Regions from separate parts of the Mus musculus genome. Here region 1 is linked to region 2. A link is a contact called in public HiChIP or PLAC-seq data. All regions are on one chromosome and are shown on one strand. Each heading gives the region's core, a stretch centred on a gene start, on an enhancer-like site or on the middle of the called end of the contact. The rest is flanking DNA. Distances are from core to core; before and after follow the strand shown. Region 1 holds the start of Ebf3 (early B cell factor 3). Region 2 has its middle 88 kb from the start of Gm6249.

Region 1 (4,131 bases), core at 884-3,383, 520 kb before region 2:
AGGATTTGCTTTTAAACCTTCTAATTTGGTAATCAGATTTAAATCGCCTTGGCGCGTGTAATCTGAATTAAAGATACTGTAAATGATTTTAAGCATGACACTTGCCTTAGCGCAAGGACGGGCACCTCCAGCCCAGGCTGGACATTTTAGGAAGTGTGCTACAAAGCGAGCATTGTACCCCTTTCCCAACTTCATCTCTGCCTAAAAAGGCATTTAGCATATTCTGTCATTGACGCTGGCCCTGTCGCTCACCCAGTGTGAGCTCCCAAGCTTTGGAACACACAGAGACAAAGCATCTCTCAACCTCACCCTCCACCCATGGCCAACTTTATTCTGTGTTGTCTTTCCAGGAGCAAAGTGTTACCTCTTGCATGGGGGGTCTGATGTAAGTGGAAAATGCTGGGCTTATTAGGAATACAGAAATTTTCTTTTAATTTATCGTGAGGAGTTTCCATACACTTTGATTTAAGGTTATTAACATTCTATAGACAGTGGCATTTTTAATATGTGGCGATCGCTTCTAAAGACTAATCTCATTACCCTCAAATAGTCATAAAATATGATTTTATTATACTTACGTATTTAATTAGACGGCCGGCCCCGTAATGGATTTTGAGATGGGACTGGCGCAACAGCTTTGATAATTCACTTATCTTTGGCAATAGTCATTAACCCCCAACACCAGCAAAATAGATTGCTTTCCAGCACATCTTTTCTCTCACCCCTTCCAAGTAGCGTGTGGGGGGTCCCCAGATAACGTAAATCGGACTTCGATTTTCCCGATTAATTAAAATATTAACGCACACACACCACCAATTCACAAAAAAAGGAAGAGCTACCCCAGGCCCGGCGGGAAGAGGCTGCCCTGCGACACTTGCGCCCAGAAACCTTTTCTTTTTCTTCTTCTTTTAAAACCAGAAGGGCCTTATTTCTCGTGGCAGGAAAGAGCCTGGGACATCTCCAGGTCGTCCCTTGGGCCTCTGTCGCGCGTCGCACAGATCTCCTTTGGGTGGGCCGAGCGCCTGGGAACCGAATCCGGGCCTCCCGAGCTGGGCCTCCGAGCCCACGCGCTGCCGGCTCCCAGCTGCCCTCCCGGTTCCTCGAAACCAGGTCGGGAAGCCGCAGGGCGCGCGCTCACCCAGGCTGGGAGGCGCAGAGGGCAGGGTCCCTGGCGCCCGCAGTGTCTGCTCTGCTTTTCAGGCGGTTGGAGGTGGGGAGATCTGGCCACCGCACGGACCATGTAACAGGCTGGACACCAGCTCCGGGTCGCCGGAGAGGCTGAGCGCTCTTTCCGTCGGCCCAGAGAGGGCCCAGCCTTCTTTGTCACTGCCGCACCCAAGAACAGGCCAGGGACCCGAAACTCCTGTGGCCACCGGAGGGAGAGGGGGCATCTGGAGGAACCTGTCTCCGACGTGGACCCCGGCCCTGTATTCAGCAGGCTTTGCCGGGGTAGAAAGCATGGGACACCCAGCGGGGCTCAGATGTGGGCACACTGGCCCTTCAGCAGCCTTAGGTCTGCCTAGAAATCAGACTGAGCTGCGCCTCTTGCCCTGGTGGCGGCAGGGAGTGTGGATCCCTAGAAGGGGCATTAGGTACCCTCTTCTCCCAGCCCCTTGTTGTCCCTCCCTCTCCTGGAATCTCCTCCCGCGCGCCTTTCCAGCCTCTTCCTGCTGTTCTCTTTGGGACACCCCAGAGCCAGTGCTGCCCTGGTATTTATTGCATGCGTGTGGGCGACTTGGGGCGCTCCTCCTCCGACCCACGGTGTTTTGACTGTGTGGCAGGTCTTGTGGGCAGGTATAACGGGCCAAGCAGCACTTATGCACTGGCTGCGCTCGCTTCTTTGCGAGATTTATTTGAGCGGGTGGTAACTTCCTCGGCCGCGGCTGGGCTTGTGGAGCCGTGGCGCGTGGCCGGGGGCGGTGGTGGCGCTCGGTGGCGCTCGGAGGCGGCGGGGCTCGCTGGGCTCGCGGGGCTCGGGCCGGCTCGCGGCGCCGTCAGGCAGTCAGTCGGCGAGCGCGGCGGCGGCGGCGGCGAGGGGCGCGGCGAGGGGCGGCCGCTCCCATATATGGCGCAGGCGCCGCCCCCCGACGTCACCCTCTGACAGCGCCGCTCCCGGGGGCTTCGAGTTTTGGCTCCCGGGAAAGGGTCCATTCCTCGGGGAGAGAGGGCTGAGTTTTGTGCGCCTCCGTCCGCTGCGCGCGCCGCTCCAGGCCCCGCCGCGCCCCGCCTGCGCCCGGGACTGCGCCGCGGCACTCACTGCCCCGTTTATTTGTCTTTGGAGCAGGCGGGCCGCGCCAGAAGCGGGCGATCCCGCAGTGTCCTGCAGCCGCGGACGCCGCCTGGCTAGGATGACACCACGTTGAGCGCGCCTGCAAACAACAACAACAACAAGCGCCGCCGCGGCCACCGCGTCCACCGCGCCCTGCTCCTCCGAAGCGTCGCGTCGCCACCGGTGCAGCCCGCCCGCGTCCCCGGCCGTCCGCAGCGCCCGGCCGCCGGTGTATGCGGCGCCTGCCCGGGACGGGCTGAAGCCGGCGGCGGGCCGCACCGCAGGCGCCGAGCAGGGCCAGGGCGGCCAGGGCAGCCTCCTGCCGCCGAGCCCCGAGCGCCGCCGACCGCGGACGCGCTTTCGGCCGGGAGTCGCGGCCGCCGCCAGCAGTGTTCATGTTTGGGATTCAGGAGAATATTCCGCGCGGGGGGACGACCATGAAGGAGGAGCCGCTGGGCAGCGGCATGAACCCGGTGCGCTCGTGGATGCACACGGCAGGCGTGGTGGACGCCAACACGGCCGCCCAGAGGTACGTACCGGCCGCCCCCGCGCGCCTTGGCCCCGGCCCGGCCCGGCCCCCTCCTCCGGCCAGCGCCGCGCTGCTCACCGGGCCGCTGTCCCTTTCCTCCTGCAGCGGCGTGGGGCTGGCGCGGGCGCACTTCGAGAAGCAGCCTCCTTCCAACCTCCGGAAATCCAATTTCTTCCACTTCGTGCTGGCGCTCTACGACAGGCAGGGGCAGCCGGTGGAGATCGAAAGGACCGCTTTTGTGGACTTTGTGGAGAAAGAGAAAGTAAGTGTACACCGGCGATCGCACCCTCCCTCTCCAGGAGTAGGGGGCAGTTGGTGCCCGCGCATGGGGTCCGAGTGCCCCCCTCGGTGGCGGGAGCGCTCCGCCGGGCGACCCCGCCGCCACGTGCGGTCGCACAGGCCCCGCCAAGGGCCGAACAACTTCTCTGTGCCCTCGGACTCACTGGGGGCGAGGGGGAACGCTGGGCTTGCGGCAGGAAAAGTGACATCACCGCGTAGCTGCGAGCCAGGAATCCTGCCTGCAGCGTGTGAGGCCGAGGGGCCTCGGTCCTGGAGGGGGACCGAGCGCGGTGACCGCGCCAGACGCGGCCACGCTAAATGCAATTATTTATCGTTGCTTTCAGGAGCCGAACAACGAGAAAACCAACAACGGCATTCACTACAAGCTGCAGCTACTGTACAGCAATGGTGAGTACCACTGCTTGCTGACTGCCCTTTCGCCCTGAGCGCTGGCTCTCCCTTCCCTCGATGGTTTCAGGACATAAAGATTTTGAGATTAAAATGACATGGGTGTAAACACGAAATCTTCTCATGGCATAGAAGGAAAACAAAACATAAACGATCGATAAGTCGATGGCACTTCACATGATTAACCGGTGGGGCTTGAAGTAGAAAGTAAAAGGAGGATCGATAAGGGCGCCTGCAGAACAGCACTTTTAAGGGACTTTTTTCAGTTTTGCAAATTAATGTTAATTATTGGGATGAGGGTAGCTGCATAAGCCGAGCATAACTTACTGCCTGTGCACGGTTTAGAAAGGAAAGGACCTTCGAGAGTAGAAAGGAGTTTGGACTCTGTTTCTATAGGTGCACTCTCTTTTTGAAAAATAAATGACCATATGGGCCCAGAGCTGCACTCTTGGCCTGCTCACTGCTAGGCAGACTTCTTACACCTTCATATGGGAACCGCAAGAGTCCCAAGACTTTTAATTAAGAAAAGAAAACAGTGAGAAGCGACTGGGGTTTTCTGTTTCCCTCCCAATATTGTAGGGATTGCCTTAAAGTGGTCCCAGGCACTGGCTCGCCCAGGCCCGGGCGTCCCTCCTGAGGTTCAGGC
Region 2 (4,291 bases), core at 1,295-3,794:
GTACAGACAGTGCATTTGTGGCACACACATGCTCACAAGCTCACAAATGCACATACATGTGCATGCTTGCTTAAACTTGCTCTTTGCAGTGGACAGCATGTAGACCTTTCTCCTTTAGCACACCCAGCTCCCTGGTCCTGCTGTGGCTCCCGCAGGAATAAGGCAGTTGGTCTAGAAGGGGAATGAATGCATTCTGGTAAAAAGAGACTCTGTGAGACCCCGTGCTTTCTTGGACTCTCCTAGACTAGATGACCAAGTGCTCGCTCTTCCCTTGTGTACTTTTGTTTTCTCTTCTCGGTTGTGAGTCTAAAGCTCCTTCCAGCTGTGTGAGTAAGGTGAAGACAGGCGTTCACTGGAGGTGTCAAAATTTTTAGAGATTTCATATCAGGGAGACATTTGTATGACACTTAATAAATTTTGTGAGCTGCTCAATACTTTGTCTGACTGTAGTCTTTTGGCCTAGATGGCTTTGGGCAATTGTACACTAATAAGTACTTTGAATATATTTGAGACAGGTCAAAACTCAGGTGTGATGTTCTGTAGGTAAGCAAATTAAATGCATATTTGATTGGTGACTTAAGCAAACTTGTGGCAAATTTATTAGGATGTAATCATGTTGAGAGCATACATCAAGGAGGCTATCATCTAAAATCTAGGAGTGACCGTTACCACTGTGTGCCTTTTGGCGAACAGTAATGTGCACTATTGTTGAAAATGCCTAAAAGGAACTTTTAGTTTTGGAATCAGTGACATGCTGTGCCCATACACTTAAGGAAGGGAGAAGATAGACCCAAGACTGGATCTGGATGAAAGAAAGAGGACCAAGGTAGAGGCGGGACCTCCTGCTGGCCACCTCAGTGGATATTGTCCTGGTCAATTCTCTTCCCTGACTCAGTTTCCTTATTCTGCTGAATGCTGGAAGTGAGAAGGGGACGGAGTCAACCAGTGACCCTAGAGTTCCTCCCACGCTTGCTGCAGGAGACCCTTCAAGACACTGTGAGTTTCTTAACCTGCTTACCTGGCTGTGAGGAAAGTTCCAGAAGACACACTGCTCATAGCTGGTGTGAGGAGTTGGGCTTGATGAGCCCTATACGCCTCAGCACTCACAACAGCCCTGTCAAGGGTTGGTTGTTCTCTGATCCATCAGGCAGAGAGCCTTAGAAAGGTAGGGCTGAGAAGGGGTGGGGAAGAGCTTGCTGGCATGTGCAGTACCTGCTGTTCCTCTTGGAGGTGTTCTTACTTAATGTTCTGTGGTCATCCAGAACTTGAAAGAAGTATGGTGTGTGTTTGTGTGTGTGTGTGTGTGTGTGTGTGTGTGTGTGCGCGCGCGCGCGTGCGATCAAATTGTTTAATTTTAATTTTTCTTCAAACTAAAGGAAATTCTCTTAGTTACTTTTCTGCTATTATGAAGAGATACCACAGTCAATGCAACTTATGAAAGACAGCATTTCATTTGGGGCTCACAGTTTCAGAGCAGAATAAATGCTCACCCCAATGACAAGTCTCCGCCAACAAAGTCACACCTTCGAAATCTTCCCAAACAGTTCTACCAGCTGTGAACCAAGGACTCAAATCCATGAGCTTTATGGTCGCCATTCTCATTCAAACTGCTCCAGAAATCAAATCAGAAGCCAAGGAGAGCTGCAGGAACTTCTAAAGTAAAGGCTGTTGGAAATATACGAACACGAGGCACTTCCCAAGTTTAACAGATAAATGTACAGCCTGCCTCTCATGAATGCAATTCTTCCACTTCCACTTCCTCTTCTTTAAATGACATCATACCAGGAAGTCTAGACCAAAAGCCTGAAGATACTGTAGCATTTAAAATTCATCTATGCTCATATACACAGCCTGATGCCTGTTCAAAAAAAAAATCTACTCTATAAAGATCTCCTTTTTTAATTAAGAAAGACTAATATCAAAGCATGGCTTTTTTTTTTTGCATTTAAAATTCCTGTTTAAACTTCTCCTAGATTAAGTGAGCTTAAACAGTTGTGATTCCTGACTTTAACAGCATTATAAAACACATTAGAGACTGAGAGGATAAGATGCAGCCCTGTTAGGTTGTCACCTAACTGCTATTTGCAGTTGTAAGGAGTACTAATGGCGCAGGGACAAGATTTATCGTCACAAAGACATTCTGCTTAACATTAGCCTTGTCGTTCCATTAATAATGACTGCTTATGAGCCATCTTCTCGGCATCTTTGTTGTCCTGAAAACTTAAAACTCACGGCACAATTCTTTACGACGTGTTACATTGCCCCCTCTGGGTACTCCTGACCATTATCCCATTTGGTTATATTCAAAACTGCTGCCTCCAGAGAGAGCATTAGGGCGACCTTTCACCTTCCAATATTCTTGGTTCAAATGGCGTAATAACATGTAGTGAATATTTACAAGCACACTTATACTATAATAGAGTACTGCTGTGAACATTAGCACATATTTTCTGCTCAATCAGGCTTTGATGTAGAGCTTGCCTGCCATGCACCCCAGAGAAAAAGCAGGCCCCAGTAAGCTGTGCTCAGGAAACACCCTTGAAAGGAAGCCGTTTACATAACATAACTGACTGCAGCAGATCAGCCAGGCCCCAGTCCGGCCCCAGCTGAGGCTCCAAGATCTGGGGGTTGGCTCATGTCCTCCCAGCTCCCCTCAGTCCAGTCTTGCCTGGAATTCTGGCTGGGGCTGACCAGGCCTCTCCAGGAAGAGAGAATTAAAGACCGTATTGCCCTGGCACCAGGTGGTCTGCTGACCTTCGCTTGGGCTTTGACATGTTTTAATTAATTGTTTTCAGAACTGGGGACTGAACCTAGGGCCCCGTGTGTCTTAGGCAAGTGCCCTAGCACTGAACTGCACCCCTAGCCTAATTAAAATTTTATATTAAAAAACAAATGAGAATCCCTTATTCACAGGATAAATTATAAGGTCTGCTTGCCCTTCCGTCATCCATCAATACAGCTTCTCTTTTTAGCTGCGTCCCTTCCTTAGCCCCGCTTCTCACTTTGCCTCATCTCCTTGCCAGTTCTCCTTGAAATTTTTTTTAAATAATTAAAAAATTTTTATTTTGTGGGCCTATGAGTGGGAGGGCACAGGGTGACTTGTGGGAGTCAGTCCTCTTCCTTTTACCACGTGGCTCCCAGCCATGGAACTCAGGCTTCTGGCTTGGCACCTACTGAGCCACTTTAAGAGGACCCTGAGCTCCTTCAGTTGTGATAGTGTGCTTTCTGTTAGCCACTCCCCTTTTGCAGATAGCTTATCAATGTCCCAAGGGATTTCCCAGGCCCACCCTGCACACCTGTTTCCACCATCCCAACTAGCTCAGCTTAGCTTTTTCCAATGGAGCCTTTCCCTCTCTTTGTCCCCTCGAAGCCTTGGCTGATCCATTCTAGATGCCTCTCCTGCTCAAGTAGCTTGTCCCAGGCCCCAGGGTTCTCTGCAATTAGAAGACTAAATATTCCATAAAGGAGCATGATTGGAAGACAGGAAGCTCCATACACCCCAGCTGGTTCCAGTATGGACAGCCTTCATGCTGAGACAGTGTGTGTACAGGTCTGTCTGTCTGTCTGTCTGCTTAGAATCCATCCCCCTCTTGTTGTAGAGCTAAAATAGATAAGAGTATGGGTAATTCTGCCCCCGAAGTTCAAAAAGCTAGAGACTTCTGATAAAATTCATGTAATTCAAAGGAGGTTTGTTGGAAGGTCAGATACCTACAGTAATCGCAAGGGTGTTGGGTCCTGTCTGACACGTGCTCTTTGAGATTTATGCTAAAATTTTCAGGTGCTGCAGGGCACACCATTCCTGACCTCAGACTTGGGAAAACTCCCACACAGTCTCAGGGTAGCATGGAGATATGGTATCCCCCTCCTGTGGTATTTGTAGGGTATGTGGCCAGATCATGGCCTGAAAGAACAGGACTATGCTACTACTGTCAGTGAGACCAGGGAGAAATCCTTTGGCTGGTGTCCAGCATCCCATTGGTCCATGGCTGGTGGTGTCCAGCATCTCATTGGTCCATGGCTGGTGTCCAGCATCCCATTGGTCCATGGCTGGTGGTGTCCAGCATCTCATTGGTCCATACCTGTTTGATAAATAATCTCTGCTGGTCTGCTTCATTCAAGTGCTGGTGTGAGCTACCAGTATGAATGGCAGAGTAACCGGAGAGGAGACCACCTCCTCTCTCAGGAATGGTTATTTATGGTGGGAGAATGTTATGATACAAGTCATTAAACCGATTTAAATTTACCGCAGGTTAAGCCATGCATTACCTGAAGCAGCTACGTACAACAAAAA

The links. HiChIP or PLAC-seq counts read pairs in DNA pulled down with a chosen protein or histone mark.
Region 1: a contact with region 2 is called in an H3K4me3 HiChIP or PLAC-seq map of embryonic limb bud, with 3 times the contacts expected there. The contact joins the promoter of Ebf3 here to the enhancer-like site in region 2. A contact is called at or near these places in 8 of 39 promoter capture datasets (the 3T3-L1 cell line, embryonic stem cells, frontonasal cranial neural crest and 4 more), 2 of 484 Hi-C or Micro-C datasets (embryonic stem cells and myocytes), 13 of 115 datasets of contacts at active chromatin or transcription factors (cardiomyocytes, craniofacial prominence, differentiating embryonic stem cells and 10 more) and 1 of 9 other capture datasets (embryonic stem cells).

Annotation. Positions count from the first base shown.
Region 1 is chr7:137,312,447-137,316,577 of GRCm38.p6, reverse strand. Ebf3 (early B cell factor 3) reads left to right here and starts at 2,133. Exons shown (of 16, transcript NM_001113414.1): 1 at 2,133-2,798; 2 at 2,904-3,060; 3 at 3,422-3,485. The coding sequence starts at 2,665.
Region 2 is chr7:136,796,279-136,800,569 of GRCm38.p6, reverse strand. No RefSeq gene overlaps it. Among named protein-coding and RNA genes, the nearest start is that of Gm6249, 88 kb to the right of the region's middle. Within about 2 kb of position 2,544, at least 12 of the 459 cell types and tissues checked have an H3K27ac peak or open chromatin away from gene starts, as enhancers often do. A contact at or near this core is called in embryonic limb bud and second pharyngeal arch cranial neural crest, where this site is marked.